3 separate regions of the Zea mays genome follow, and regions 1 and 3 are each linked to region 2. The links are chromatin contacts, called in public Hi-C maps. All regions are on one chromosome and are shown on one strand. Each heading gives the region's core, a stretch centred on a gene start, on an enhancer-like site or on the middle of the called end of the contact. The rest is flanking DNA. Distances are from core to core; before and after follow the strand shown. Region 1 holds the start of LOC100280725 (nucleotide binding protein). Region 2 holds the start of LOC100192855 (60S ribosomal protein L21-like). Region 3 holds the start of LOC100382517 (putative DUF593 domain containing family protein).

Region 1 (4,269 bases), core at 206-2,705, 180 kb before region 2:
CTGCAACAGCTCTCTGGTTACAGGCCAGAGCAACCAAACAAAAAACAATGACAACCATTAGCTTTGCTAACTGGTTACGGGCAGTGGCAGAGCTGAGGCTCGGCCTGCCCGGGCTTTGGTGGCCCAGCCCAAATAACCTGATGACCGAATCCTAGCTCTCTGCCTACGCGTCCTGGGCTCTGCCTCATCCTCGACTAATCGCCTCCACCTTCAGGGGGGTGCCTCCATCTCCTCACCTCCGCTGCCGCACATCTCGCCTCGCCTCCACCTCCACACGACACGACCACGCCTCACCTTCACCTCCTCACCGCCAGACGCACCCGCCGCCACCCCGTGAGCCAGCAGCCACCCACCATCTAGCCTCTGCGCCCACCGCCCAGCCACCAGGCACTGGCCACACCCTGCCGACGGCTGCCTGAGGCAGTGAGGCCTGTCCATGCCCAGGCCCGACCGCTCGCTGCTCGGTGAGATGCTCTCCTCTCCCTTCTTCACTCTGTGTGTGTGTGCCCGGGCTTGGATTCGTGGTTGGCTCCGCCACTGGTTACAGGCCAAAAAGACTGAACCAAACAGCATCCAAGATCTAATTCAAAATAAAACAAAAGCTGATATTCATTTGCAATTTCATTATATGTTTCAAACCAGTTTTAACAACCAACACTACCTGTAATCCATCTACCTCCTCTGGGGTGTATCCTAATACTAAAAATAAAACCGTGATCAGCTAACAGCATGCGAACTTTGGTACTTTTTTCCCTGATGAACCAACTTTATCCAGCTAATTTGGCTCAGAAAAAGAACAGCTCGTCCAAATGGTGCCTAAAGGAATCGAGCCAAGCTAGATAGAAGGACACATCAGTATAACAAAATCAAATGAAGGAGGAGAACTGGAGCTCGTCGCTCGTACCTTATTGTGCCCCCGCAGAACAATTTCGTTGCTAAGAGGGATCCGATTGAATCCACCCTCCCCATCATCCTCCATCTCCTCCTCGTCGTCGTCCTCATCATCATCGACGTCTTCATCATCCGCTGGCGGCGGCCTAGGCGGCCCAATCATGCCGTCGCCGTCGTCCCCCTCGCCGCGAGCGGAGGGCGGCGGTGGCCGAGGCGGCCCGATCATGATACCGCCGCCGTCCTCATCGTCTTCCTCCCCCGCGGGCGCCGGCGGCGGGCGAGGAGGACCAATCATAGCGGCCCCATCGTCGTCCGCGGCGGTAGAGGCGGAAGGCTTGGGGTTACTAGGGTTTTGAGGCTTGCGAAGGGTGTTGGAGTGGGCGGAGGAGGTAGCAGAGCTGGGCCGCGGAGCCGCCTTTCCGAAGGAGAGCGGGAAGAAGGCCCGCATAGCCTCTTCGTCCATCTCGGCCCCGTCAGCCATGGACACAAGCTCGCCGCCGGCGAGATCAGGTCTGGGCCTCAGGGTTGCCTGTGCTGTGATAGTTGCGCGAGGTTATGCCAAATCAGGAGAGATGCGGGTTTGTGCCTTCCGAAACCGGTCGGGCGAGTCGCTTTGAGGGTCTGTTTGGTATAGCTTCAACTCTGACTCATGTGTAAGAGCAGCTCTCTCTCAGGAGCCACTGTTTTGTTTGCAAAACATTTGGCAAAATGGCTCTTTCAATACATTCTATTTATGAGTGTGTTAGACATTTGCACAAATACCTTGCAGGCGTGCTGTGTGAATCGAACGAGAAATCAAATAGTTGGGAAACGAGCAAAGCGAGATGAGGAAGGGGGTTGCGAGGACTAGGCGAGGAGATGAGTGAAGCAGCTAGCGAAGTCACCGAGGAACTACACGAGAATGAGCCCACCTCGACCTCCATGCATGCCGCCGCATGAGAACAGCGAGAAGCAGAGAGGTTAGCAACCAGATAGATGATTGCTGCTCCCCGCCAGCGTGCTCTCGCGTGTGTGCTTTCCGTCCTTGCCGTCTGACGAGCGTCAGGCTAGAGAATACGTCGCGGAGCAGCTTGGAGCCAGTTTTCTGTGCTCTGGCTTCTGTCCCCGAATTGGCTCCTGCTCCTGAGGCGGAGCTGTTTTTGGCACCTTGTTTGGGAGGGCTCCGGCAAGGAGCCAGAGCTGGAGCTGCTCGGGAGCCCTCCCAAACAGCCTCTTAGTGCCCGTACAAAGGTTTCCCCTTGCCATTGCAGCATTGCTCGTACAAAGGGAGAGATGCTTTGACTTGTGACCTTTTTTTGCATTTGAGCTCTTTTAGGGTTTTACTTTTATGAATACATCATTTATAGTTTCATTTTAAAAAATGAACCCTTGACTCGGCGCTATAGGTGTATATTTGGGCCGGGCCTGATGGGCCGGCCCGAAGCACGGGAAAAAAACACGGCACAAGCACGGCACGACAAGAAATATTTTAGTGTCGGGCTGGCACGGCACGAAATATCGGGCCGGGTTTGGGCCAAGGTCGCGGCCCATGGACGGGCACGAGCACGACCCGTTTAAGATAGGCATGAAATGGCCCATATAGAGGCACGAAAAGGCTCATATATTTATTAAAATCATACTTCATTCGACACTTTCATGTACTTGATAAAGAACACAAAGCTAGAGATAATGTTAGTTAGATATTTTTTGTAGCTTTGAATTAGAGTATGTGATGTAATTTTATTTTTGTTATGAACATTAGATAATGAATTGAACTTACGAACTTTATATAGAGCTGATTATACACTTTTTCTTTCTAACAAAATGATTTGTAAACAAGGTAGTCATTGCATAGCTCTGGTAACTTAATACAAATATTAAGTTTGCTTTTGGTCAAATTTATTTGTCTTATATTTTATTTGTTTTATTAAATTTGTTTTGAATTTCGGGCTCTGATGTGAATTTCGAGCCCTGATGTGAATTTCAAGCCAAAAACTGAATTTCGGGCCAAAAATTGAATTTCGGACCCTAATGTGAATTTCGGGCTTTTATAGTTTCGGCCCGCCCGAAATGAGCCTGGCACGTTTAAGCAATTACGGGCCGGGCCGTGGGCCGAGGGTTAGGCCCGTGGGCCGGCCCGGCACGGCCCGAAATTCAAACGTGTCGGCCCGGCCTGAAATTCAAACAATATGGGTCTTTTCGGGCTTGGGCCGGGCCGGGCGTCCCGAATGTACACCTATACTCGGCGCTAATGATATTGACGTCTAGGTTCTACGTGTCGACGCGAAGGCATTTGGTGCCTAGATGTCTGGCGTGGGGGAGACGTGGCGCTGACGTGGCAGGTGGGTCGGCGCCGAGATCTATGGCGTCGACCCCCTTAAACTAGGCCTAGAAAGCCTTTTTCATTTCGCCCGCGCCCCGTCTCCACCTCCGCGCCGCCGCCCACGCCGCCCCGACCACCGCGCCGCCTCCCCTTGTGCCGTCTCTAGGATCAACACTGTCTCCACAAACCAACTCAAGTCTCTTTTGCACACTTTGTCATCACTGACGCTGTTGGGGGCCTTCTTCCTCTGAAGGTCCTCAAAACGTGACTGACCATATGTTTTCAGTATGACATGGATTATTACAGGGGGGCTTCGGCTTCGGGATAATGGGTTTCTCTTATAATAGGGCGAAGATGTAGCCCGAAGGTGATAAGAATGGACGACGAAGTTGTAGCCGAAGAGCGTCAGTTTTGATGTGACGACGAAGATCAAGTATGATGATGACTGAAAAGGGACAAATACTATTCAGTCCTTAATATTTTGTGTTATGATAATAGATGAATGTCAGGGACATGGATGTAATTTTACCCGGGTTGCGTCTCGTGTCTATAAATAGATGAACAGTAACACCGTACTATTCACGCTGGATTGTAACTACTCTCTCGCATCTAACCTTCGAGCAAGCCGAAGGTATCAATGTAATATCAATCCTGTTAATACTCATGTATGTTTTATGGAATACAAATATGAATGAACCATTGAATTATATTTGTTATCTTCGTGTATTCTTATTCATTTATGAAATGATGAAGGCACGTCCTCCATGACCTTCGTCCGAAGATCATTATATCTGAGAGGAGATAATGCTTCAAAGGACGATGGTCTTTAATGCTTAACAATTGTGTTGTCTTGTTCTTGATTCACAGCATTTGAGAACGGCCAACATTGGCGCCCACCTCCGATAAACCCGAATAACCACCTTCGGCAAGCATCCACCTTCGTCATGTCGCCGAAGAAGACAACAACGTCAGGGGCTGCCCTGCAGCCACTGGATACAAATCAGGACACACTCTCTGTTGGGGGCCTTCCTCTTCCGAAGGTCCTAAAAAACGTGACTAACCATATGTTTTCAGTG
Region 2 (3,920 bases), core at 52-2,551:
TACGGGATGGGAGTGACGGTCTCGATGGTAGTCCCCTCAACCATGAAGACAGGCTTGGGGCCCAACGGCTGCCTCTTGGTGCTGATGACCTCGCCGCGCTCCTTTGCATCCGCCTTCAGCTGGTCATTCTTCACCTTCCTCAGGCGGAACTCTTCTGTGCAGCGGGATGGCTGCACATGCTCCACGCGGACATGGATACGCTTCCTGATGATGCGACCATTCACCTGAAAAGATAACAAGTTATCAGAATCTAAAGAACTTACACATAGATTAAGCCATTATCATTGATATCACCACTACACAGAGCATAATATGTCCAGCATAACTGAGCTTAACAATCCCATCCTGCACAGATTGCAGATTTAATTGCATAAAGCATCCAAGTACTGTAGATTTTGGTTGTTCAGAAATGTTTGCACTTCTGGGTCAAGCAATAAAAAATAAAATTGCTTACAGTTAGGCCCATTGAAACCTCGAACATTTAGTTAAGGAACAATTGGATCTATACCATTAAAAGATCCAAACTTTAGATATATACCATGGACCCCACATGTCATTGACTCATGTGGACCCACATGTAAGTGAGATAGTAATGGTATGAATCCAAAGTGGTGATCTTTTAATGGTATGAATCCAAATTTCCCTTTAGTTAAACTAGAATTGTATTACACCGGTGCAGTACCAAGAACCCAATCATACATGAAACTAGAATCAACCTAATTACAGCATCTATCACTACCAGATCATACAAAGAAATGGTTATGATTGCCCATTCCTGCCGCTACAAAACTAATCGCGCCCTGGGCTTCCACAAATTCTACAGAGATCCAAATCAAACAACACACCAGCAAATTGTCGTCACTCTAAACATTCGAATTCCTAGAATGGCACGAACAGAAGATACGTCCGCGCACTAAACGTAAGCGCCGTGCACAAACGATTTCAACTGCCTGCGCCCAGCAACCTATCAGCGAGCTAGCGAAAAGGGATCCGTGTGGTATACCTGCTTGTTTATCTCGACGCCGATGGCGCGCTTGGTGACGTTCCAGACGCGACCGGTGCGGCCGTGGTAGAACTTGTGCGGCATCCCCTTGTGGACGGCGCCGTTCACCTTGACGTCGACGTAGTCGCCGATCTTGTAGGTGCGGAGGTAGGTGGTGAGCGGGATGTAGCCCTTCTTGCGGAAGGGGCGCGCGAACAGGTCGCGCGTCCGCGAGCGCAGCCCGTGGCCAGCCGGCATCCTTGCTGCTCCTGCTTGCTACGCGCGGCGGCGGCTGAAATGGATCGGGGGGAAGCACTAGGGTTTGCAGGGGTTTCAGTGTGCTGACGGCTTTATTATAGGTGGCGTGGGATTGGGGCTTGACGGGGTGCTGGTGTTGGGCTGAACTCGTTTGAGTGGGGTGCAGCCATAAAACAAGCCCATTTACATCTCTTCTATATTCCACTTCTGTCTAGCCAAAGATGAATATGCCCTGAATCCTAATTCATGAATTATAGGGCTCGACATTCGGTTTTTTTTCAAACTTCAGTTCTGTTTTTCGGTTTTAAAAACTTCGGATTTCTAAATATTAGGAACAGATCGGTTTCTAGAAAATGAAAAACCGAAAAGTTCGGTTTTGGTTTTTTACTTCGGTTTTTTGTAAAAACTGAACATCAAACTGATACTCAAGACAACCCATACAACAATTTTACATGATAGATTATACACAATTTTTAAAAGTAAAAATTATATATGTACAAATATTCCTCATACATCACAGATAAAAAAGTGAATAATAATTTAAGTGCATCACACATCTGGTTTACATAATCAAATAGTCAAATTTTAGAATTGATGAAGTTCGGTATTTATTTTTTCGGTTCGGTATACGGTGAAAACTGATTACGATACCGAACACTGAACTTCTTAGATACAAAAATCGAAACCAAACCAAGCTACTGAAAAAAAACCGAAATTTCAGTTCGTTTCGGTTTCGGTAAGAAAAAGTGCCCATCCCTACTGATTTCGATTGCTAGGTGTGACAACTTTTTTCACGAAGAAAAAGTTCATCTAATAGTAGATTGTAACAGGAAGTCTGGAACAAAATACTAGTCAACAGGGGCGAAGTCATGATTTGAGATTGAGGGGACAAATCAGATTGTGAGGGGATGTTATAAGATATTTTACATTATTTACCTAGCGATTAGCTAAGAAAATTAGTAGCTTCTATATAATTTGGGGAGGATAAGGGGGACATTACCCCCTCTGCCCCCTACTAGAATCACCCCTGATAGTCGATTACCTTTGTAAGGGTTGAGTGGCGGACACAGTCAAAATCGATAACTTAGTATCGCCTCTTCACATGTTGGGGTTCGGATCGGATGGAAAAAAAACTTGCCCATAAATGATTGTGAAGTTTATCTAAACTCGCTCTCGATCACTCACGGGTTTTACTCATTGTACACTTATAAACAATAATTCGGCTAGAAGCAAGTAGCTACCAGCAATAATCAGGTTATATCTACAGATTTTAAGTCTTCTCACGTTGAGCATCAAAACATTTCATAAATCATTAGCCAAGTTACTTATTCAAAAACAATTACTATTGTATCTTAATCATTTTTTTGTTCAAAATAAAGAATGAACCAAATTTCAGGTCGGATGTGGGTCATCTGCGGATTGAAATAGATATCATGCACTCATGAAACTTTGGGATGGATGCTGGTGCCCTCGTACCTGCACCCATAGGGTTGTCATCCCTACTCTTCACCACAACTCAAGAAAATGTAACATAAAATGAATACGACAGAGTGCTTTGGCGATTGCGAGTAACTCACAAAATTAAATGTTACCATTTAAAATCTAGGTCAATTTTATTTAAGTGAAACCTAATCAGGATGTCCATTCATGTCATGCTAAGTTGATAAGCATCTTTCTTCTCATAGAGATCCTAAATCAACACTCCATATCTGCTTGTAAATTGTGTCGTGATGAAATAATAGGAAATGTGTTAAATTAATTAGAAACATACGAGTATGACATGGCTATCATTCTAAGCGATTTCTACCACCACATTGTTGATCTTACCAGAAGTATAGCCTTTCTGCATTTTATTTTTGATGGTCATTGTTGTTGTTGTTCCTTTGGAGTCAGAGTCAGAGCCCGGAGCCGTTTTCAGATGAGCCGGAGCCCTCTCCCAAACGAGCCCAAACGAGCCCTTAATGTCTATTAATCTACAGTGGTCCACACGTTCATCTTATAGTGCGTAGACGCTGATGTAGAGCATCTGCAGTTCAGCTCCAGAAATTGACCTTTGCTGTGCTGTGCTGTCCTCCTCCTCTTCTTTAATCTTTAATAAAAGAAAAGTGCCACTTCAATTTGTGCTTCCAAAACTGGTTTTGTGTTGAATAAAGTAGACGGCCTCGAGAATGCCCTTTTCAATCTGGTTTATTTTTGTCGCCATCAAGCATGGCATGGATGTCTTCAAATGAGACCATAGCAGCCTCCGATTTGTTGACGTGTATGGTATCTATCCGTCCGAATTTTTTGTATTTTAGCCCTTAAACAGAAGTAAAATCACGTTTAGACCTAAAAAAATTTTAAATGCAGTTTTGGACCCTTTGCTCGGCGTCACAGCCTGTGGCGCCGAGGTAACACAGCTCGGCGCCACAGCCTGTGGCGCCGACCTTCGTGACGTGGCAGTCCCGCGTGGCACCTAGCTCGGCGCCACAGATCTTGGCGCCGAGCTAGGAAAAATCCGCAAACAGCCTTCTCTCTGCGCGTTTCTTGTCTTCTCGGCTCATTCCAATTCAAGCCGCCGCCGTTTACGAACTCGCCGCCGCCCACAAAATCACGCCGCCGCCGCCTGCCCTCGGGTTTGTCTGCGGGTCGCCGTCGCCGCCTGCCCCAGCTCCGGCTGGCCGCCGCACGGCCGCCCCGG
Region 3 (4,024 bases), core at 433-2,932, 220 kb before region 2:
CAACTTATGTACGACGCCAACCATGCATTAGTGGCGTAACACAAGTCCCTAGCTCCTCTTGGAGCTTTTAGGAGCAGCACAGAACACTTGCCTCCCTGCTTCTGCAGCATCCTTGATTCCTTGAAGTTGATCAGCTATGTCCTCTAAGAGTTGCAACTGTAATGACTGCCTCCTTTCATTAGCTGCATTTCTTATCTTGTCCTGTGCACCTTTGATGGCATTCAGGCTTTTCTCAAGGAGATCATCTGCAACAGCTCGAGACTGTAATCTCTCTGCTTGCATTGTTGCCTCTGAGAAGCTTCGGCCAATCAGGCCCTTGACTTCTGTTGAGAAGCGTATGTCATCGACCACATGCACATCATACACATTGGCATCATTCTTGCTTCCTATCTGGTCATTAACAATCTTGTCTATACCTGGACACTCGATTTCCTGAAATGCATGAGCTGTCTGTTCCTTGGTACAAGTCGATTCCATACCTTGTGCAGTATCAGCATGGAAATGGCTACCTTGATCCAAATCTTGGCTCCGGGCGGATAGGGGGAGGATTTCCACCGTCTCTGCTCCATCATCCTCATCCTCGTCCTCATCCTCAGAGCTATCTAGCTCCAGTCTTGATTGAACCACGGGAACTTTGGCCGGCGTCTGAACAGCAACACAATCATCGCTTCCCACATTGATTTGCCCTGCAGTAAGAGGCGGCACCGTTGGTTGTTCACGCGGTGATGGCGTCTTGAAGCTGAACCCAGAATCATTCCCAAAATGTTGCATCCGATTCGCATCGACCGATTTGGACGAGCTGGGCTCTCCTTCGTACATGGGGAAACTATGCGGCGTGACCATCTCCTGCTCGTCATCCTCCTCCTCGTCCTCCTCGGTAGCGCTAAAACCGAGCAGGCGTCGGTAGGCGTCAACCTCCTTGCGCAGCGCGCGCACCTCACGCTCCCGCACGAGCACGATGTCCCGGAGCTCCTCGACCTCGTCCTCGTAGAAGGCGCAGCGCTCGTCAGCGGTTCGGCGCTGCTGTCGCGCCTCAATCTCAAGCGCCGACTTCTCCTTCTGCAGGCGCAGGATCATGGACATGGCCTCCTCGGCCGCCGACGCTGCGGCGCTGCGCTCTTTCTCGAGCTCCATCTGCAGCTCGGCGCGCGCCTCCACGCGGCGACGAAAATCCCCTTCCTCCTTCGGCGCGTCGATGGCCTCCTCCTCCCCCTCTTCCTCCACCCCTTTCTGAAGGCGTGCCTCGTCGTCGGTGGGGCCGGCGAAGGGGAAGCGGGCGCGGAGGGCGGCGTGAAGGGATCCGACGGCGCGGGGAGGGTAGCGCGCCAGGAAGGCGAGGAGGCAGGGCAGGTGCGGGCGCGCGCAGGTGCAGGGGAGCGGGAGGCCGAGGAGCGCGAGGAGGCGCGCGGCGACGGCGGCGAGCGCGGCGAGGCAGAGGCAGGCCCAGGCGAGCGTCAGATCGAGAAACGCCCCCGTCAGGGAGGGCGCCGTCCAGCTGGCGCTTAAGGCCGCGGCGCCCAGGCATGGCGTCGTCATCGGATTCTTCAATCACGAGCTGGATTATTCCTGTTACGGTGGCCGGTGTTGAGAGAGGAGGAGACGTGCGGTGGTGCGGGCTGGATCCTGAAGGAAAGTGGAGAGATTATTCTTTTTTTTCCTCGTGAATTGAGAGAGGACAGTCGGTGGCCGCACAATTGCATGGTTTGCGCTCCGCAACTTTAGCACGTTCGAAATATTTGTTTCGGAATATTTTATTATAATTTTCTTGTATTTAATGTCTAAGTAGAGATATGATCTATTTGGAAGCACCCGTTTTTTGAGAAACTGGTTTATAAAAACTGAAATGTTCTAAACATACTAGTTTATGCCCTGATTTATATAAATTGGATTCTTAGTTACTTAAAAATCAAGAAACTAGTCTCGCCTAGCTAAGAATATGTTTGTAAGCAACCAAGTTTTTAAGAAACAAGTTTTTATCTAGAAGAGACAAGCTTCTTAGTTTTTAAGAAACTGATAGTCTAATTTTTATAAACTGAGTTATAAACTGATATGTTCTATAAACCATTTTTTAAAAAATTGTGCGCTTTTAAATAGGGCCTAAAGCCAGTTTATGAAAACTGAGGTGGTTCCAAACACTATTAACCAGTTTCTAAAAACTAAATTCTTAGAAACTATGTTGCTTCCAAATATGGTCATAATTGCCCTTTTGTATGTATTCTCCTCTTCTCATTGTGTCTCTTTGTCTCATGTTCACGTGTGGTGCTATAGACAGATGTCGCCCGCACTCTCTACATATGCCCACCTTCGTCCTGGGCTCAGTGGTAGTAGAAACAACTCTATACTACTATGTATCGGTATCTCAAACCTTCAACGCTATAGCAATCGTTAAGATTGTCTGCAACGGTTTCCTCTAAATTTCTCTCATATCCTACTTTTATGTCACGTCACCTAGATTATACCCCCTACTTTTCTCCTTTCCGCAGCGATTTCCCCTCGATTCTCCCCATATTCCCCACTACAATCATAAAATATTATTTTTCATATATATTCATCATCATTTATCTATTTTCTCTAACTAACAAACATTGACGTGCACGTAAATTCACGCAAGGGGCCGCTACCCTATATTTGGCGGTTCATTGTTGCACCCCCTCACATTGTAGCACGTTTAGGGGGTGAGCGTCGCGTCGTTTGTTGTAGTATTATAGCCGCCACAAGCACAATAGTGCTATGGAAGGGTTGCACGCAGCACGCTACAGCTAGTCTGAGCATAACTAGCATGAAAAAATTAATATTAGCGAATCAATGACAAAATTAATATCAGCGAATCAAGAGTTAATCGTGTCAATCGGGCAAGTACTTTGGCCATCGCAGGCGATGGTGCCAGCACCATAGGGAGACCGAATTTTTTATATTTTAGCCCTTACTCGGAAAAAAATTCACGTTTGGACCTTAGAAAATTTTAATGTCATTTTTGGACCCTTTGCTCGGCGCCATAGCCAATGGCGCCGAGGTAACACAGCTCGACGCCATAGGCTATGGCGCCGAGGTGCGTGCTACGCTGGCCCAACCTGAACGACGTGGCGCCAACGTGGTACCGAGCTCGGCGCCAAGATCTATGGCGCCGGGCTCGGATATGTAACAACAAAGTATGTCTAGCTCAGTCGGTAGAGTGCAAGACTTTTAACTTTAAGGTTGTGGGTTCAAGCTCCATCGTGGACGTATTTTTTTATCACTAATTTGTTTTTTTGTTGTCTATAATTTTTCGTTTATGTCGCTGATTTGTCCGCCCAGATTTATTTTTCATCTAGTTTTTTTTTGTTTTTGTGACCGATTTATTTATTCATCTAGATATTTTTTGTTTTTGTTTATTCAAACTGCGTGACGCAAGTACCATGCACATAAGTAACCCACCCTATGGAAGTACAAAGTACTTTATAAAATCATCAAGTCACTGTTTATTTATACCTTGTATATTTATATTTTGGACTCTAATTATAATCTTTTTGTTTATTAAGTATATTTATATTTTGGACTCTAAAACTCCAATAATCTAATGTATTCGAAATTATACTTTTTAATATTAATTAAAATTTATCATTGTACATCACTACTAATGTAAGATTAACACAATCATTTGTTTATGATATAAATATTTTTAATATTTTAAATGGTGTACTTCAGTTTTTAGTATATTATTTAATGTTTAAAATCACTTGTAATTAGCGAGAGGACGGAATCAAGCTTAAGCATGTGGGGTTTACAATGCACCAAGGGCCAGACGGATTATTCAGTACTATTAAACAAAATGTAATAAACAAATCAGTCGCAAAAGCAAAAACAAATCAAGATGAGAAATAATTTGGACGGACAAATCAGCGGCATAAACGAAAAAAACCACGATGCACCATAGCTAAACCGGTGGCCGCTAACCAATTTAAGTACGTTTCCTTAAGCTTAATAAACGAAAAAAATATGGACGGATAAATAAATTAGTCACAAAAACAAAAAATCTGGATAAGAA

The links. Hi-C and Micro-C count contacts between places; a contact is called where the count stands out from the background.
Region 1: a contact with region 2 is called in a Hi-C map of leaf, with 5 times the contacts expected there. The contact joins the promoter of LOC100280725 here to the promoter of LOC100192855 in region 2. A contact is called at or near these places in 10 of 25 Hi-C or Micro-C datasets (bundle sheath, ear, endosperm and 2 more).
Region 3: a Hi-C map of endosperm shows a contact between it and region 2, with 2.5 times the contacts expected there. The contact joins the promoter of LOC100382517 here to the promoter of LOC100192855 in region 2. A contact is called at or near these places in 3 of 25 Hi-C or Micro-C datasets (bundle sheath, endosperm and tassel).

The regions. Positions count from the first base shown.
Region 1 is chr5:32,268,816-32,273,084 of Zm-B73-REFERENCE-NAM-5.0, reverse strand. LOC100280725 (nucleotide binding protein) reads right to left here and starts at 1,455. Exons shown (of 8, transcript NM_001153645.1): 1 at 905-1,455. The coding sequence starts at 1,372.
Region 2 is chr5:32,087,192-32,091,111 of Zm-B73-REFERENCE-NAM-5.0, reverse strand. It overlaps LOC100192855 (60S ribosomal protein L21-like), which reads right to left and starts at 1,301. Exons shown (of 2, transcript NM_001374340.1): 1 at 1,004-1,301; 2 at 1-224. The coding sequence starts at 1,240.
Region 3 is chr5:32,310,734-32,314,757 of Zm-B73-REFERENCE-NAM-5.0, reverse strand. It overlaps LOC100382517 (putative DUF593 domain containing family protein), which reads right to left and starts at 1,682. Exons shown (of 1, transcript NM_001175254.1): 1 at 1-1,682. The coding sequence starts at 1,536. The coding sequence ends at 49.